2 separate regions of the Sus scrofa genome follow, and region 2 is linked to region 1. The links are chromatin contacts, called in public HiChIP or PLAC-seq maps. All regions are on one chromosome and are shown on one strand. The core of a region is the stretch at or near the end of the contact, and the rest is flanking DNA. Distances in the headings are between cores, read along the strand shown.

The links. HiChIP or PLAC-seq counts read pairs in DNA pulled down with a chosen protein or histone mark.
Region 2: an H3K27ac HiChIP or PLAC-seq map of alveolar macrophages shows a contact between it and region 1. The contact joins two enhancer-like sites. A contact is called at or near these places in 2 of 2 datasets of contacts at active chromatin or transcription factors (alveolar macrophages and skeletal muscle).

The regions. Positions count from the first base shown.
Region 1 is chr14:35,815,992-35,819,354 of Sscrofa11.1, forward strand. The region is part of intron 4 of C14H12orf49 (UPF0454 protein C12orf49 homolog); the gene reads left to right. Among named protein-coding and RNA genes, the nearest start is that of C14H12orf49, 110 kb to the left of the region's middle. Within about 2 kb of position 2,005, at least 6 of the 83 cell types and tissues checked have an H3K27ac peak or open chromatin away from gene starts, as enhancers often do. A contact at or near this core is called in alveolar macrophages, where this site is marked.
Region 2 is chr14:35,993,631-35,997,278 of Sscrofa11.1, forward strand. The region is part of intron 5 of C14H12orf49 (UPF0454 protein C12orf49 homolog); the gene reads left to right. Among named protein-coding and RNA genes, the nearest start is that of MED13L, 66 kb to the right of the region's middle. Within about 2 kb of position 2,136, at least 4 of the 83 cell types and tissues checked have an H3K27ac peak or open chromatin away from gene starts, as enhancers often do. A contact at or near this core is called in alveolar macrophages, where this site is marked.

The DNA of each region.
Region 1 (3,363 bases), core at 755-3,254:
CCAGCAAATTAAAACAACATGGGCACCAGCCAGCTACATTTTTGAAAACAGTATTTGTGTTGTTTTAATCAAGGACACCACCTCCTCTGTCCTCTGCTCTTAACAACAAGCTCTGAATTGAAATGGGGCAGAATTTATGAGAAAAGAAAACAATTTAGGGGCATCCTGGCACAAACTCATTTTCCTTCTCATCAGCTTCACAATTTAGGGACCTGTCTTTATCTCATGTTGCCCTTCTGTCTGCCAGCTTATGAGATTAATGAGCCCATGTCTTAAGTGATATAAGAACAACACTGCTCTTTCCATATGGAGCTGAACCCAACCTGTTGGAGAGCCCCTCTTAACCAGGGTCTTGGTTCCTGCAGTGACTGTGGGCAGCCAAGGGGGGCAACTTGAACCCCAGGCTGGGTCTGTGTATTAACTATGTCTTATTTCCTGTATTCTGATGCTTTGAACATCTTGGGACCTTGCTACCCAGTAGGGATTGCCGCTCCCCGGCTTAGCCAACTCTTGGGTATAATGAACAGTTCACTAGGAAGCATACCTTTCAAATGCAAACCAAGTGATCCAGAGCTCCTGGTCTCCACTCCTCTCCTTTCTGGGGCTCTCACCCTCTGAGCTACAACCCACCTGCCCTTTTCACCCCAGGGCACACAACCTGGGGACAGCACCTAGGCCTGAGATCTTCCTGAGATTATTCAAACTAGCCTATCCTGAGCCTGATTGCCCTACCTCACCCACTCCTTCCAGGAGAAACTGGTAAAAGTTCTTGTGTGTGTTTTTCCCTTGTTGCCTTTGCCTCCAGACTGACCCTGATGCTTCCCCATGTGATCCTACGGAGAAGGCCATGCCTCCTGTCTCTAGGAATCTGTGGATGTAATAAAATTATTTCTTCATGACAATCATTTCAGTGTCATTGTCTTACCAAACTTGCTTAAAACAAACCCCAGGTACCCTTAAGATGCTTGCTCTTTCTATGTGACTGTGGGGCAGGTTGCGGTGCTCTTACCTGCAGCCTCCTCTTCTATAAAATGGGGGCAGTGACATCAGGTGGTTGTGGGGGTTGAGTAGGTGACAAGTGATTTCCCAGCCTCCAGTAGCATCTCTTCAAAGCCTCTCTTTATCCCACCCTCCCCATTCTCCTTTCTTTATAACATTTATTTGTTTTTGAAATGACTCCTTTCTTCCTTGCCTGCCTCCCCCTGCTGGAATGAAAGCTTTGGTTTAATGATGAACACCTAGACCAGTGCCTGGCACACAGTAGGTGCTCACTTAATAGTACGGAATGCATGTGAACACTCCTAGCATTCGTATGTACACGTGTGCTCATTATCTTCCTTCCTTCTTGGGATCCTCTTGCATGAACTGGCATAGAATCGGGTCACTTTACAGACTGGAATCTGTTGAGGGAGATTCTTGTCCTTTCTGCTGGCCTGTAATGCTTTGTGCTTGTGTGGAGGCTCTTGTCCAAGATGCTCAGAGCACTTTATAAACATTCATGATGTAAACGGTGTGCTTTGTTTGCAGCAGGTGGGGCGTGATTTGCTGAAGCAGGATAGTTCCCCAGTGAAGCCAAACCTGTTCTGGAAGTGAGTGGAAAGTTTAAGCACAGTCAGAGACGTTAGGGGCCATTGGGCCATTTGCCCAGTGACGTCCAGTGGGCGGTCAGGACAGCAGAGATTCCTGGAAGATAGCCCCTCACCCCTAGGAACCCCTCCCTCCCTTCACAGCCTTGTGCCCTGGAGCAGGTATTGTTTTGCTCCTTTAGCAGAGCTTCCGGAATCAAGTTAAGAGGATTCTCCTGCTGCCAGGAGGCTCCTTGCATGGATTTATTGAGCCTCCACTTAGCTGAGGCATTGAGGCCACAAGTCATATGGTACTAACGCTCATTTATTCATCAGAGCATTTTGAGTATCCAGATTGGGCAAGGGCTGTGGATACAGGGGTGAGGAACCCCATGGGGGGACAGTGACTCTCACAGAGGAAGTACTTAACTATGCACACACAACACTGGATCTGTAGGAGCCCAGAGAAGAGGGTTGAGTCAGGACAGGCTTCTTGCGGGGGTAATGCTTCTGCTGACACCCAGCAGTCTTTTAGTTGTAGGTTACAAAACTCCAACTCAAACAGGCTTAAGGAGTAAAGAAAAATCCATTGACTCACAAAATGGGCAAATCCAGGAGGATCTAGCTTCAGGCAGATTGGATCCAGAGGCTTAGATGAGAACTCCATCTCTTGGTGCCTTTTCTCTCATTGCACTGGCCTCATTTCCTTCAATCATAAGCAGAATTTCCCCGACTTGGCGGAACAGGTAGGAATCGCAAGCTCCCAGTTCCGATTCTTCTCCTTCTATTTGTATATTTACTTAACCAGTATTTACTGAGTGGTGAACAAGACAATGTCATAGAGATTTAGCAAACAGATAAATGTATGTTTATGTGCCAAAGAGACATGTGCAAGAATATTCATTATAACATTGTTTATGCTAACTGAAGACTGGAAACAACTTAAGTGGCCACCAGTAAGCGGCTGGGTGAGTAAATTGTGCAATAGAAGACTGGACAGCCCTTTGGAAGAATGAGGTAGATTTATATCAGTAGTTCCCACTCAGGGCAGCTTTACTGCCCCACCCCCACCCCCCTTCAGAGGACATTTACCAAAGTCTGGAGACATTTTCAGTGGTCATAATTGAGGGCGAAGGGGCAGCACTACTGGCATCTAGTGAGGGGAGGCCAGGGATGCTGCTAAACATCCTACAATGCACAGTGCAGCCCCTACAACAAAGAATTACGCAGCCTATCATATCAGCAGTGTCAAGATTGAGAAACCCTGATCTGTACCTGCTGATACAGAAATCTTCAAGATAAGTTAAAAAAAAAAAAAAAGCACAGTGGAAAACAATAAATATAGCAGACTACCATTTGTGCAAAACAAGGAACATATCTATATATGTGCTTATATATGAATAGAATTATCTCTGGACGAATAAATAAGAGTGGGGTGTTGTATCTTGTGAAGGCCTGGGGGAGAGATGTGGAAGAGAGATTTATTTTCATTGTACAGCTTTTTTTTTTTTTAACCGTTTGAATATTTTTAAACCACATACATAGGTTCTTAAAAAAAAAAATTAAAGTATAAAAAGGATGAAAGTTTGCCTAAACCCTCCCCACATTCCCTGCCTGACCCCGTCCTAGCCATCCATGTCTTCTCTCTTTGAGATGATTAGGTTAAGGGCAATCCCACAAAGTCACAATTGGAAGAGATCTTAGAGATCATCCAATCTTAGCAGTCATCAAAGAGGTTGTGGAAATGCCGGATTAAACACATTTAAGTGGGTCTTTTCTGGAGGACCCAGAATGCAAG
Region 2 (3,648 bases), core at 886-3,385, 180 kb after region 1:
ACAGAGCCGCCACACAGAGAACAAAATGCTCTTCCGCTCTGAGCCCTTCAGCTCTGGCTGTACATGAGCACTTTTTTTTTTCCCGTAACACAGGAAATTCAGAAAACCAGCACCAGCTCACTTTTTTTAAAAAGGGGACTCACACATACAAGAAATAATAATAAAACCTTTTCAAACTAGTCCAGAAACTTGCCCACAGCACTTCTGGCCACGTTTGGGCTGGGCCTTTGTGACGTCACGCTAGCAATCAGCCAATGGGCCGGTGGCTCCAAGTTCCTAATCTGCATATTGCCTTGCATTGGTTCAAATTTCAGGACCATCTGTATTGTGGTGGTTTCTTTATATTCAAGGTTACCCACATCAGGCAGAGGGACAAACTCCACTCCTGGCCTTTCTTGCCCAAGGATCAGAATCAAGACAGTCAGTCCTTTCTGGGAAAGGGGCCTCGTGGAGGTTATGAAATCCAGTGGGGTGTGGAAGGAGAAAGTGTTGGCAGTCCAGAAGGGATGGAAGCAGGAGGTGGCTCCTTGACCCCGTCCTTCCTTTCCTGACTCCACCAGCACCTCCCTTGCATTTCCCAAGTGATTTAATTATCTATTCTTTGTCTCAAGGACTGTCAGCCCCGAAATTTGGGTGAGGAGAAATCAGACACAGGTTATTTAAATTATTATGCCTGATTTTATCTTGCTGACTGGTAGCTCAGGCATGTGAATTGAACATGCAAATGTGAGCACAACAACATGCATAATTTAAGAGCCTCAAATTAACAAAGGGGAAACAATTGAGTAATCTTACTGCTTTCTCTGAAGCCCAGTTTTCCGAGACTGTTGTAACTTTTTTTTCCCAGCTGTCTGAAAGGAGGACTTGGAAAACAGAAGGATTTGAAGCAGAAGGGTGTATGTAGCTACTGATGGCAAAGAAAAGAAAGTAGGAAGATTTCGATATTAAAATGTAGTTACATTTCACTTAGGTATCATTTAATTTGGATCTGGTGTAAATAATCTCAAACAAGCTTCCCTTTACTTTGTGCTATCAACAAATATGGCATCTGGGAGTTCCCGTCGTGGCGCAGTGGTTAAGGAATCCGACTAGGAACCATGAGGTTGCGGGTTCGGTCCCTGCCCTTGCTCAGTGGGTTAACGATCCGGCGTTGCCGCGAGCTGTGGTGTAGGTTGCAGACGAGGCTCGGATCCCGCGTTGCTGTGGCTCTGGCGTAGGCTGGTGGCTACAGCTCCGATTGGACCCCTAGCCTGGGAACCTCCATATGCCGTGGGAGCGGCCCAAGAAATAGCAACAACAACAACAACAAAGACAAAAAGACAAAAAAAAAAAAAAAAACAACAACAACAAAAAAAACAAATATGGCATCTGATAGAGCTCTGTTTCTCAACTCCCAAGGTTTTGATTTGACAGGTCTAGGCAGAAATAAAGACATTTAAACAGGTATCCCAAGTGTTTTCTGCCAGAAGAGGACTACACTTGAGAAGCTCTGTCTTGATTTTTAAATATTTACCCCAATGGTCTTCACAAACTATTGAAATAGCTCAGCAACTGAAATACTTTAGCATGAAAATTATCTCTTTGATTGTCTACTATACCCAAAAGCTGTGCAGAAACCCCTACTCTAAACACTCAAAGAACTGAACCTGACACAGGAGCCACCCTAACTATGAAGAGAGGTGGAACAATCATGACAATGTGTGTTGAGGACCTCATACCACAGGGCTTAACTGATCAAGGGCTGCAGTGCTGGTTCTGATATTGCCGGAGATGCTGCTCCCAGCCCACGATTGAGCACAGCAGCTGTACTCCAAGGGCCTTGCCAAGCCTTCCCTAGATGCGCAGTGGTCTAGGATGCTTCCCACAAGACCTTCCTTCCCTCTCTTCTTCACTGGGGCTCTGATGGTCCTCCTAACTTCCCTGACTCCATCCCTGGTTTTTCTCACATGAACCTTTCCCCTAAGAAGAAACTTCTGCTTTGAATCCCATCAGGTTTTGACAAAGAACTTAATAGTATAACAGAGGTGGCATTTTTGGACCTTCTTTTATTGAGATGCTACTTCCCCTGCACTTTGTCCACCTTATATTCTAAGAGGAAGAGCAGAATGAATATCATCTCAAGAATGCAGATCATATGATGTAGGGGAAGCCCATCCAGACAGGAAGAGGAAGGGCAAGCACTTTCTTGAGGACTCTAGGCATCATTTTATGAAAACAATTATGTTCTATTACCAAATAAGCCTCATATATTCATATAAGTAGACCCCTCCCCCACTTCCCTATGCTCCTTCTTTTGCAACTATACTTTCTTCCAGGTAATTAAATCATTTCTTTCCAAATAAATTCTAGCATTTGAACCATTTACTCGATTAGACTTTCTCTCCTCACACAGTTCAAATTAGTGAGTTCAGATTTCCAGGTACCATGCTGTGAGTATTAGCTAAGAATAGGCGAGTGAGGGAGAGGGGGAACAAACATTACTTTTATGGCATTTATTTTACTCTTTTCTTTAGCATGGTCTGATGCCAGAACTTCCATACTGCTTTGTCTCTTGGTTTCTCATCTCATGGAGGCACAAGCTCATCTTCCTTCTAATTTTTTTTCTTAGAATCAGAGAACTCTTTCAAAACCCTTGTCCCCATTATCTCGGAGCAGAATTTACCATCACTGTGTTTTCAGTAATTTCTCCAACTCTTTCCTTTTAGGCAGAAACACAACTTTTGTGCTGGAGCAGTACTGCTTTGGAGGGAGGTAGCTTGATATCCAGAGCCTGGTTACCAGATCAGCTCCTGTGGCACTGGTGGTTGCCATTGTTGGACCATCAGTGCTTTCCCCTCCCTGCCCCCCCCCACCCCAGAGGAGGAAGTAGCTCTGATTTCCAGGGTAGGGAACTCTGGGGCAGTAATTCCCTGGGGTTTCCATTTGAACTCATTTGGTGTCTGGCACCATTTTTTATCTCCTTTATTCCAGTTCTGATTTCTCCTTGTTGGGAGGTGCTGTGATGGTTCACAGAGCTCTCATCCTTATGTTTTGGCTCTAAACACATTGCATTGCAATTGCCTGTTTACATGTCTGTCTCTCTGAGAGGTTTTCATGCAATGAAACTATGTATGTCCAGGTGGGAATTAAATCCCTCAGGCCTGGTACAGTGCCTGCCACATAGTAGGTATTTGATAAATGTTTGATGAAGGAAAGCTGTCAAGAGAGATCAGGAAAGGCTGGGGTTGGGGACCTAAGCAGATCCACAGGTGTAGACATTCTACTCTCATGCCTGAGGCCAGATGGACCCAGGGGAAGAAGGCTACAAGATGCTATGGACATAGGTTCCTAGATTTGGTCAAGTGTTAACCCCAAAGTGCCAAGGGTGATATAATCAAAGGGATTGACATGAATCTTCATTGAGGAAAGAAAGCAGAGCTCAATGACACAATTTTGGGGTAGGAAGTCAGGTGTGACCCATTGTCCAGGAGAGAACTATGAGATCACAGCCAATACGAAAATGCAAATCAGCCTGAGGAGGTTGATATAGTGGCTGGAGCCAAGATACCTAGAGGACGTTATGAACAAAAGCCAAGCTAGCTAGGTCAAGGCGAATGGTCCAGGACAAAGGCTATAAATGAGTCAGTGGTTCATTTGTATTGAATACTG